Linked DNA regions of Zea mays: regions 1 and 2 are each linked to region 3. A link is a contact called in public Hi-C data. All regions are on one chromosome and are shown on one strand. Each heading gives the region's core, a stretch centred on a gene start, on an enhancer-like site or on the middle of the called end of the contact. The rest is flanking DNA. Distances are from core to core; before and after follow the strand shown. Region 1 has its middle 55 kb from the start of LOC100192112. Region 2 holds the start of LOC103654851 (mitotic spindle checkpoint protein BUBR1). Region 3 holds the start of LOC103654847.

Region 1 (3,820 bases), core at 1,083-3,582, 200 kb before region 3:
TAGTCCATATAGTATTAATATCTCATGGCTGCTTCCTTGGTAACGCGCGAGCCATGATGAGCACAGTGTATGCCGTAGCACGGGCGTACTGCCTGCCAATGGAATGGACAGGCACACCGCCTGCAGGATGGTTTGGTCGCCGCCCGTCAGTGGAGTGGACAGGGCACATTTAATGCTGAGGCAGCACATCGCCTGTCAGTGGAGTGACATGGCTCATTAAATGCTAAGGCGGCACATCACTTGCCAATTTGGCAGGCGACGCGCCTTATCCACAATAAATGCAGAGGACGTGCGGCTCAGAGGCCTTACGTCAGGCTCCGCCCGCTGGCTTACGTCACGGGTAGTGGGCCACGTGGCAGCATCGGGTCTCCGTCTGAGCGGGGAGCAGAAGCGTACACGGTATGGTCCGGACACGTGTTGGCTCCGGACCCCCGCCTGGCCTTGACTAAGGTCCGGGTACTCTTTGTCCCAGAATCCCGGGACCCTTCTAAGAGTGGCCCGGACCCCACGCAGAGAGGTCCAGGACCTGTCCCGGGGGTCCGGTCTGTACCTGCGGAGGTCCTGGACCCTGCCCCGAGGTCCGGTCCGTATATGCAGGGGTCCGACACTTTCCCATGGGGGTTCGGGCCCACCGTTGATACCTTGGGGGATATTGTCTTCTCTGGCCACGTGGTGGTCCTGGAGCCGTCCACGTGGTGGGGTCGGGTGCTGTTCGCCACGCGACTAGAGATAGTTGTGCGGGCACCGTATCTTCATACTGTAGCAAGGGGTACCCCTGTTTCAGGGTACCGACAGTTTTGTACTGTTGTTGAGAGACGTATTTTATGTACCTTCCTTGCGAAGGAACCTTATTTTAGTTTCTAGATTAGATGATCAACGACGGGAACCAATCTCCTCGCCACACGCAGAGCTCACGAAGGAGGAGGAGGCGGGTCTTCGCTGCAAGACGCCGCCTCAATGATGGCTAGGAACAACGACGACAGTATGTGTACCTATACTTCTCAATAGAATAGATGTACTCATCATCGAGGTATTTTAGACACAGATTGGTATTCTAGGGGCTTAGGAATCGATTCTAGACACCATAGAATCTAACACGTTAAAGTTCATAAAAGCTTATGTTCAAAATATACACATATGAAGGTTTAAACCATAGTTATTAGCTATAAAAACTTATTTACACCAACATAACCAACAAAACAAGCATGTTTCTTGTATTTTATACTCTATATTCAAGTATATTGTACGTATTTGTATGAAAAAATAAAAAAAATGCAAACAGGTCGTGTCGTGCCTAGCACGCTGTGCCGCGCCTTAGGGCCTGTTTGTTTACCCCCCAGATTATATAATCTGGATTAAATAATCCTAAGAGGCAAACAAACAGTCCAGCTTATTTGCCGAGATTATATAATCTAACGCCTTGGATTATGATAATCCATAAGCAAGTGAGGAGGTGCTTATTTCAGATTATTTTTTTTCCACTTCCCCACTACACTTTCAAGTTTCCTAGAAATTACCCACCATTGCCATTATAACCCATCATTGACATTCTTGTCTTCCTCATACAAAAGAATCCTATTAACAACTCAAATAATCTGGGTAAACAAACAGGATTACTCAGATTATATAATCCAGATTATATAATCCAGATTATATAATCCTCCAAAAATAATCCAGATTATATAATCCATAGGGGTAAACAAACAGGCCCTTAGCCCAGACACGGAGATCGGGTTGTGCCAAACCCGTGCCGGGTTTCGAATGGCCCAGCAAACCCAGCCCACCTGGACATATATAGCGCGGTCGCGCCTCCACCGCAGCGCGCCAGCGCCTCCCCCGTCTGGGCTTCTTTTTTTTGCTTTGGCACGGTGCCCCCGCAGGCCGCAGCGTCCACAAGACGGGGGCCGTGTTTGTTCCCGGCGCGGACAGATCACTAGTATTTTAATTCAGAAAAGAGAAGGCTCGCGGCTCTCGCCCCTTGTGGCCAAAAAGCCCGATGGCCGGGCGTTCAACGCGAGACCGACCGGCGGCCGCTGACCCCACCACCACCGCCACCACCAACACCACTGCCGTCGGCGCCTGTTGCTATCTATTGCCGAACGGAGGGGTGGGGTAGCGTGGCGTACTGGCGTGGTAGACCGGAGAAACGGGCGCCCGCGCGCTTCCTGTTTCTCGCCGGCTATACGGTCCTGCGTGAAAACCCGAAGAAGCACGGCAAGGTCTCAGGCCAGCGGCATCGGCATGTCACATGCGCCGAAGAGCCTGCCCCCACACGTTTCTGCCGGCTACCGCCCGCGGCTTGAGCCCGAGCTGGCCCGGGTGTGCTCGCTCGATGCTGGCCGGCCGGGTACAGTACAGTGGCCCGAAATGGACCGGGCCGGGCGGGGCCTACGGGCCAGTCCTTGCGATATTAAAAACCGAGCATGAGGATGGCGGGAAGCAGAGACTAGAGAAGTAGAGAGCAAGCGGCGTCGCCACCATGTGTGCGTGCCGCGCGATCGGGATCCGTGCCTGCGTCCGCGGGCGCATGGGGCGCGCGGCGGTCGGCACTTGACAAGGACGGACGCTCGGCTCGGGCCGCACCGGCACCGCAGGGCAGCGTTATTGCAAATCTGTCTTCTCTGGTATACTACTACCTGGACCTGGGTCTGGCTCTGGCGCGCGCGGGGTTTTTCTACGTGGATGGATTCATGGATGGATGGATGGATGGATCCAAGATTGCATCCGCTGGGGCTGGCTGAGGAGACATGACTTGCAGTGTGTCTGAGTCTCTGAGATCTTACTGCGCCCACTTCTCTGTCGCTACTTGGGTCCGTGCGTCTTGGTGCCATCGGCTAGGCTTGCATCTGCATGCATCGGCAGCAGTTGGAGCTGGAGCGCCATGTGAACGAACTTGAGAGCGATTGGATTGTCTTTTACTATGACCTTAGGACATCATACACAGGCGTTCAGCTAATGGGTTGTTGTTATTCCAAGAGAGATTGGATCCTCACGACGAGGCACTGGTTACTGCTTTGCTTCGGAGAGCTGGCTGCAGGCTGCAGGCTGCAGGCAGCAGCCACCGATTCGAGGGCGCGGGGGGGCACGCACGAACCGAAGCTTGTTTTCCGATTCCAGCACGAGACTGTGACGACGACATCCATACAGGGAGAAGAAGTTGCAGGTGGTTACTGGCTAGCATACTACCATGCCAATCGCAGCAGCATGTAAAAGAACAGGCGCTCTGGCTTTCAGCAGGGAGCCGATCGGTAGGCGCAGCGCAGAGGCCGCGTTTCTCGCAGTCTGTGCCAGCGTTTTCCTCTCAGCAGGTCGGCTGGCTTGGCCCACCCACACAGCACCACCCATCCGTGTTGTTGGGTTGGGTGTCGCTGATATCGGTAGGATTTGGAACTAATCCTGCTCCAGTTCCAGTACTACTCCTGCCACCACTTCGCAGTTGGTATTAATGACACGTCGACACTACGCAATTCGCAACTGAGCAAGCAACCGACTGCGCCAGCTAGGTCCATGCCGTTGTTGTTGTTCGTCGCGGACCGCGGGGGACTTGCCCGACGGCAGCTCCAGAGCATGCTGGCGTCCGTCCGTCCGTCCGTCTTGGGCGCTCGCCTCGCATTCTTCAGCTCCGGCGCGCGGTCGCCGCTAGCACGTTCGAGTTTGCCGCCATCAGCTGTGACACAACATCCAAGCCCTCCACGCTGTCTAGGACAGAAACAGAAGCACGTTGCTCGGACACAAATAGTTAGTTAAAGCTCTACCGAAACCTCAAAGTCCTCCACGCTGTCTGTTCACGAACCTAGAGAGGGCCATCGATCTAGTGCCT
Region 2 (3,797 bases), core at 941-3,440, 130 kb before region 3:
TAACATCTCTAGACCAGTTCTTGAATGCACCGTTGATCTTTCTACTAGGAATTGTGGTGAGAACGTTGAGCTATAAGTAAGAATGGTTGTCATACCTGTAACTTGTAAAGGAGAAATACATATTTGATTTTGTCACCAAACAATATTTAGAGCATGTTGAACATATCTCATCTTTCTTAATAAAGTAGTTTTTTCTTTGAGTTCATAAAGCCGTTAAACTGTTTTTAAAAGGTAAAATAGTATTTTAGGAAAGTAACAGAGAGAGCTGAGATAAGCTAGTAGTTTTTTAGTCTTATCTAGCTTTACATGAAACTTGTGTCTGTGAGAGGAGTGAAAAAATAGCTTTTTTGGAAGAAGTTGTTTCATCACGAATTGTTTGGTAGAAAAAAAAACTGAAAAACAGGTTTGTGATGCTTGGAACAAAAATTCTACCAAACAGACCCTTACGCAAAATCGTTTGTAATGTAAAACAATGTTTTTAGTGATCATATAGGTGCAATGTATAACAGTTCAGTCATATGGTCACTAAAAACACCTTTAATATTGTTTTGCACTGTAAATTGTATTGTTTTGTAGAGTTTAGTTTGAATATCGGTATTGGTATGTTTAAACTGTTGGAGATGGTTTCCAATCCCTCTCCCTCCTCTTCCCTATGTTCTGTCGATCTAATTCGCATCCACTGCTGTGCATCATCTTTCACTCCCTCCCAAGTTCCAATCTGCTGCTGCCAGGAACACAAGACCAACAAAATCTTTACTCTCCCAGTCTCCCACCTCTGCTGTAGCTACTAATGAACTGCTGTGTACTCTGCTCTGTTTTTTTTTAAATAGTTTGCATTGTGCTCGGCTGCTTGTTACATATGATGGGCTTGTACTTTGGTCGGCTGTGTCATGTGTTCTATTGCTGCTTCTGCTTGGGAGAAGAATGCCACTCAATATATATTACTGTGTAAGGATCCGAAACTGTATTTGTTTCATTTTTTTAAAAGGTAACTTTATTCCTGCTATTATAATTTATACGCACCATACTAATTGATGTTTTGAAAATAGTAGGTGTATCTGCATATTCGTTGGTGATGGTATTTAACATGTGATGTTACCGCTTTAGTAAATTGGATTCACTTTAACTGCGTTTAAACAGGGAAAGCCAAGGCTTTGCCTGAGAGAATGCAAGACCCAAGGATGACGATTTCCCAAAGTTGCATAAGAAGAAGGTTGTCTACCCGCCACTGCCGTAAGACTATCTCCAACAACGTCCTATAAATTCTATTCCCTAAAGGAATATTCTCTGTCCTATACAACACGCTTTAAAAGATTATATTCTCTATATCTTTTTTTCATCTCCAACAACGTCCCCTAAATTCGGTCCTCTATATCTATAGTGTACCGGATTTTATAATACACATTATTTTTACATGTCACTTATAAAAAATTAATTAACTTATGTTGCGAAATAAAAATACTTCTTACAATACATTTTCATTTTATATACAAATTACTCATCGATCATATTATTTACAAAAAATGTATTATGTATTTCCTATCATACGCACGGAAACAAAAAATCATTCATGTGATCTAAGATTTAATTAGAGACTAATTAATTTTTAAAACCGACTACAACCAAGCAATAGCAGACAAATTTGCATGGCATCTGCACGACATCTGACAAGCGCAGGAGAAAAAGTAGAGAGAGGAAAAGGCTGGACTGCATGTGAGAACAGGATAGCGGATGAACAAGTACGCTCTGGCTTTAGCGCTCGTCAAAGTCGTCCGCTATTTTACAGTTCTATTTACAGGTTGCTGCTGGAGCCGATAGCGGACGTCTCATCCTCTAAATTTAGAGTACAGGACCATTTAGTGTTCGTTGCTGGAGACAGGCTAAGGCCAGCTCAAGGGTGAACCTGAACTGCTGCGGAGAGAGGTTCCACAGTCTAAATAGTGTGTAGACTGTAGGAACAGCATAAGCCTGTTATATTGAGCATCGGCGAATAAAAAAAATCACGCTTCTCGTGACGCAAAACCTTTGAACAAAATTTAGCTGGGCTATAATTGGGTACAAACCAGCCCAAACAAATCACAGACAGGATCACAGGAACAACTGAAAGCCCACGGCTCAGTACTTTTCGCAAACCCTCGTCGTTTAAAACCTGACCCACAGCTGCATCCGCTCCAAAACGCAACGGTCGAATCCCCTCGAATTCGAATTGCAACCGGTGCCACACCCACACCCACACCCACACCCCACCTCACATGGCGTCGCCGCAAGCAGACGAAGAGATAGTGGCGGTGCTCGACGAGGAGACTCTAGCGCTGATGGGGGTCAGCAACGCCGCCACCGCAGCGCGGGTGGCGGTGGGCGCCGAGTGGGAGAAGTTCAAGGAGAACGTGCGGCCGCTCAAGCGCGGGCACGACGTGTCCAAACTCAACCACGCGCTCGCTCAAGGCACACGCCAATCCCTCCCAGCGCACCGCTCTCGTCGAAGCCCGCAAGTACGTTGCCTTCTACACCCTTTCGCCCAGCGCTCAGGCCTTGAAGGGTCCCTTTCTGTGTGTAGCTTGCCTTGAAGGGTGTCCAAACTTGTGTTTTGTTTGCTCTGGATTTCTTTACCTCTCTCTGGGGAGGAGACAAGTTGCTGCAATAACGTTATGCTCTGGATTCTGAATCATGTGCCTTCATCGTTAGGTTGATTTTCCTGATTCAGAAAGATGATCGAGGCAATCTACGAGTACCGAGGCGAGGATCCGCTCCAACCGTGGCTGGAGTAAGCGATTCTCGATGCCTCTCTTTAGCTCGCCTCTTTCGATTTGTTCGTTCGTGGTTGCTACCCTAGCCGAAAGATTGCTTATCTCTTCTCTGCTTCGTCCGCGCGCAGCTGCATCAAGTGGGTCCAGGAGTCATTCCCGACCGGCGGCGACAGTGCGTGCGGACCTTATGGCACGACGAGCGCTACAAGGACGACATCCGCTTTCTCAAAGTGTGGCTGGAATACGTGAGTCGTGCGATGGCAGCTTGATTTTTTTCCTGTAGTTTTAGTCTGTGCAGTGAAGGCATCTCACATATCATTCCGCTGCCGATCTTGTTCTCTTTGCAGGCTGGGAACTGTGCTGATGCCGAGGTGACATACAGGTTCCTGGAGGCCAACCAGATTGGGCAGGGCCATGCCATCTACTACATGGCTTACGCATCGTTGATGGAGTCAAAGAACAAGTTGAGGAAAGCTAATGAGATCTTTGATCTTGGTATAGCTAGGTGAGATTTTCATGAGACCTATATATATATATATATATATATATATATATATATATATATATATATATATATATATATATATATATATATATATATATATATATATATATATATATATACACGGCGACACTAAAATGCACCTGGGTGCATTCTCTATATTGAATGCACCCACCTGCAATAACACCTCGAGCACGCCTCGGCCTCCTGTATGCGCGTCTTCCTGCCCCCCCGCCACGCGTCTCCCTGTCCCCGCGCCACCCTCTCCCCCACCGCCGCCGAGTGCCACCCTCTCCCCCACCGCCGCCGAGCGCCTCCCTGTCCCCGCGCCGTCGCGTGCCTCCCTGTCCCCGCGCCGCCGCGCGCCTCTCTGTCAGCGCGCCTCCATGTCCCTTGCATTAGGTGTGATTGCAACTGCTGTATAATTCTACCCAAATATCTGTTAAAAATGTAAACACAATGATTGCAATTGCTGGTGTGTTGTAATTGCAACTGCTGGTGTGGTGTGGATGCAACTGCTGAGTTGCTCTGATGTGATTGCAAGTACT
Region 3 (3,553 bases), core at 692-3,191:
TCCAAATTCTGTGCACATCCCACTCAATTCTAGCTGACTAGCCTTTGTTGGCTATGTCTTCTTCGCGTAGGGACGATGATTCCAATTCGAGTGATAGTTACGACAACACACTTATGCTTGCCACTCTTCTTACCCTCACCATTGAGGCTATACGTCGTAGGCGTAGACGTTCCGGTATCCCTCGCCGCGTAATTCACAGGGATCATTATACCAGAGAGAACCTCATCCACCATCACTAATTTGGCCCGAACCCCGTGCGTTTCGCAGAAGGTAACAACTAAATACTTGTATTAATATGTTTTTGCATTAACAATGTCTTCATACTTTAGCTATTACATTTTATAGGTTCCGCATGAGTAGGCTATTGTTCCTCCGCATTATGGAAGGACTGCAACAGCAGGATAGTTACTTTACTCAACGGTTCGACGCGACCGACCTGAACGGACTTGAACCACTTCAAAAGTATGTGCGGCAACGAGGATCCTTGCTTACGGCTTACCTACTGATGTCGTAGACGAGTACATTCAAATAGGGGAGTCTATCGCTAGGGAATGCCTTATTCATTTTTGTCGCGCATTAATTGCATATTTTAGTGGGTGGTATCTACGAACTCCTAATGAAGCAGACATTTCACGCATCATGCAAAATAGCGAGTTGAGGGGGTTTCTTGGAATATTAGGTTCCATAGATTGGAAGCACTGGGAGTGGAGGAACTGTCCAACCACGTGGCGAGGACAGTTCCGTGGGTGAAATGCAAGACCTACCATGATACTCGAGGCTATCGCAAAATATGATCTCTGGATTTGGCATGCTTTTTTGGCATGCCTGGAACAAACAATGATGTCAACGTGCTATAACGATCGTCGGTATTTGACCCTATGACAAGCGATCGAATGCCACCCGTCCATTACACAATTAACGGTTATACATACAACTTTAGTTATTACCTTGCCGATGGCATATATCTGAACTGGCCAACTTTTGTGAAAGCCATTAGACATCTTTATAAGGAAAAGAAGATATATTTCACACAAATGCAGGAAAGTTACAGAAAGAATATTGAGCGCACGTTTGGATATCGACTGAGGCAAGCAACACGCAAAATCCTGAAGAAGTAAGCCTAGCTCTCGCAGCCTCATTTGTTTGGGGGAAACTACATACTCTTTCCGTCCCCCCCCCCCCCCCCCCCCCCCCCCCCCCGGAACAGGGAAACCGAGCTGCTCAAGGAGAACCCGCTGGGCAAGTTCCCCCCGAGCAGCCGTAGCCAGCGTTTCGCTGGTTGTTCTGAGAGGCATTTTCAGTGTAGCGGATTTCATGGTTGTGCGGTTGTTAGTACTGTATGCCCAGCCCAGATAAGTTTTAGCCTCTAAAGCTTTTAGATAAGCAAGCGATATGCCCGTGGTTAAGTTGACAGACATGCTGTTGTGCTTATGCGAACCTAATACTCCCTCCATTCCTTAATATATGTCGTCCGTTAGCACAAATTTAAACTACTAAGCGACGAATAAAGAGAAACGGAGGTAGTAGCTAGCGTCACGAAAGTATTTTGCTCCCACAAAATTTGGTTGGTCCGCGGGACTAAACCCGGTGTGTACGACTTGTCTCTTGTACGTGTATATTTTTTATTGGTTAAATTTTTCTCCATTTTTTTTAAAAAAAACCTATAGTGAAGCACTTGTTTCTCTCCGAATGATTAATTTGCAATGAAGCTACGGACAAAACGTGGTCGAGAACTGCCATGCGATGCAAGTGGATGCAACCATGCATTGGAGGTCCGTCTGATCGATCGGCAACCTCATGCTGTACGGAAGGAGTAGGTACAAGTGCAGTACGCCGCGGAGGACACAGCAGTCCGAGAGCAGAGGTGCAGACAAAGAAAGAGCCATTCATTCTACACATTTCTACGCATCATGGAAATGACAATAATTACATTTTGTGTTTGTGTCATGACAAGCAGTCTCGCCAGGTGATAACGTATTAAAACTGTGGCTGGCTGCCCTAGCCCACATTCTTTGTACGCTTGCATTACATCATGGGGCTTGCTAAGCGACATGGCCTAGCGGGTTGGTTAGGACCAGTACTAGTAGTGACTGGTGGTGACTGGTTAGTGTATATATATATAACAAGAGGCCCGCGCGCGCACACACATTGCATGCTCCCAGGTCCCAGCGCACCTGCTCCATCCAGGTTTCAGGCAAGCCGTCGAGGCCGGCCGGCGATGGATCGCCAGGCGAGCCGTCGAGGCCGCCGCCGGGGGCGCCACGTCCGGCTCGGCTCGCTTCTCCGCCTCCGTGTGCGGCTGTTCGGCGGCCTCGCCGGCCTCGTTGCCCGGTGCCTGGAGGAGCTCAACTGCTGCCCCACGAGGAGGACTACGACGAGGAGGAGGAGGAGTCATAAGATGGCGGTCAGCCACGGCGACAGGCGCCACCACCGACCTGCGCCAGCAGAGAGGGAGGAGAACTCCCTCCATGCAGAGGCCATTGCCGATTGCTTGGAGTTTATCAAGAGATCCTACCTGCCTGCGGCGGCTGGAGCTGGTGGTGATCGCAAGCCGGATCGCTAGCTAGTAGCTACCCTTCTTGCCCCGGTTTCGGAACCAAAATTTGGCACCCACTTCCTCCCAGAATTCCTTGGTCCCAGACAGACCAGGTCCCAAGTGCTCTGCTCCTGTAGTTTTTTTTTTTTTTTTTTGTACAGTGCTCTGCTCTCTGCTCTTGTAGTTTGTACATATAGCAGTTTTGCGAGTGACCTCTGTTCTGTTGTTTCGTGTTGTGTGCATCAAGAGTGACCAAATCTGTGTGGAGGAGGAGGAGGAGGCGAGTTCTTTCTTCCTCGAATGAAACGAGAGCTTGTCTATGGCTGCTGAGAGGTGAAATGTCGTTCTCTTGGCAATAAGAATACGTGTGGTGTGGCTTTTTCTGGGCGGTGGTTTTCAACAGGAGGTGTTAGGTGAGCTTGGGTCATGGATGGTGACCGAGAAGCATTCAAGCTTCAGTTTCTCGTGCCAGTTGACCTGGCCACTGCTTAGATAGATAGATAGTAGTAGTACAGAAGACTTTTGAGGACGAGGACGCAGGGCTCCTTGTGCAATACTGACTGACTGACAAGTATAGATGGCCAAAAAGCACGAGGCCCGTGAGCCCGGCACGAAACCCGTTTTTTGGGCCCGGTCCGAACCCGGCACGGTAAAATAAGCGGACGGGCTTGGACAGGAAACTAGGCACGGCGGGATAGCCCGGCACGGCCCGTTTACCTCTAAGCCCGTTAAGCCCGGTTTTTTTACACTAAAACGTGCTTACCGGCCCGTTTAGCACGTTTTCGGCCCGTTTTTTTCGTGCTAAACGGGCCGGCCCGGCCCGTTTAGGCCCGCTGCGGGCCGGGCTTGGACAGAAACTTGAGCACGATGGCACAGCAGGCCCGGCCCGGTTTTTGGCCGGGCTTCACCGGGCCCGGGCCGGGCCGGGCCGGGCGGCCCGTTTGGCCATCTCTACTGACAAGGATAGACATCTTAACGTTTTTTAAGTGACAATACATCTGCCCTTGCAACTCAATA

Evidence for each region. A called contact is a pair of places that touch in the nucleus more often than the background predicts.
Region 1: a contact with region 3 is called in a Hi-C map of tassel, with 4 times the contacts expected there. The contact joins the enhancer-like site here to the promoter of LOC103654847 in region 3. A contact is called at or near these places in 3 of 25 Hi-C or Micro-C datasets (ear, leaf and tassel).
Region 2: a contact with region 3 is called in a Hi-C map of ear, with 2.4 times the contacts expected there. The contact joins the promoter of LOC103654851 here to the promoter of LOC103654847 in region 3. A contact is called at or near these places in 3 of 25 Hi-C or Micro-C datasets (ear, leaf and tassel).

The regions. Positions count from the first base shown.
Region 1 is chr4:242,587,978-242,591,797 of Zm-B73-REFERENCE-NAM-5.0, reverse strand. No RefSeq gene overlaps it. Among protein-coding and RNA genes, the nearest start is that of LOC100192112, 55 kb to the left of the region's middle. Within about 2 kb of position 2,332, at least 19 of the 20 cell types and tissues checked have an H3K27ac peak or open chromatin away from gene starts, as enhancers often do. A contact at or near this core is called in ear, leaf and tassel, where this site is marked.
Region 2 is chr4:242,521,097-242,524,893 of Zm-B73-REFERENCE-NAM-5.0, reverse strand. LOC103654851 (mitotic spindle checkpoint protein BUBR1) reads left to right here and starts at 2,190. Exons shown (of 4, transcript XM_008681672.3): 1 at 2,190-2,492; 2 at 2,705-2,764; 3 at 2,876-2,992; 4 at 3,095-3,277. The coding sequence starts at 2,253. The coding sequence ends at 3,256.
Region 3 is chr4:242,390,719-242,394,271 of Zm-B73-REFERENCE-NAM-5.0, reverse strand. It overlaps LOC103654847, which reads left to right and starts at 1,941. Exons shown (of 1, transcript XM_008681670.3): 1 at 1,941-2,915. The coding sequence starts at 2,033. The coding sequence ends at 2,563.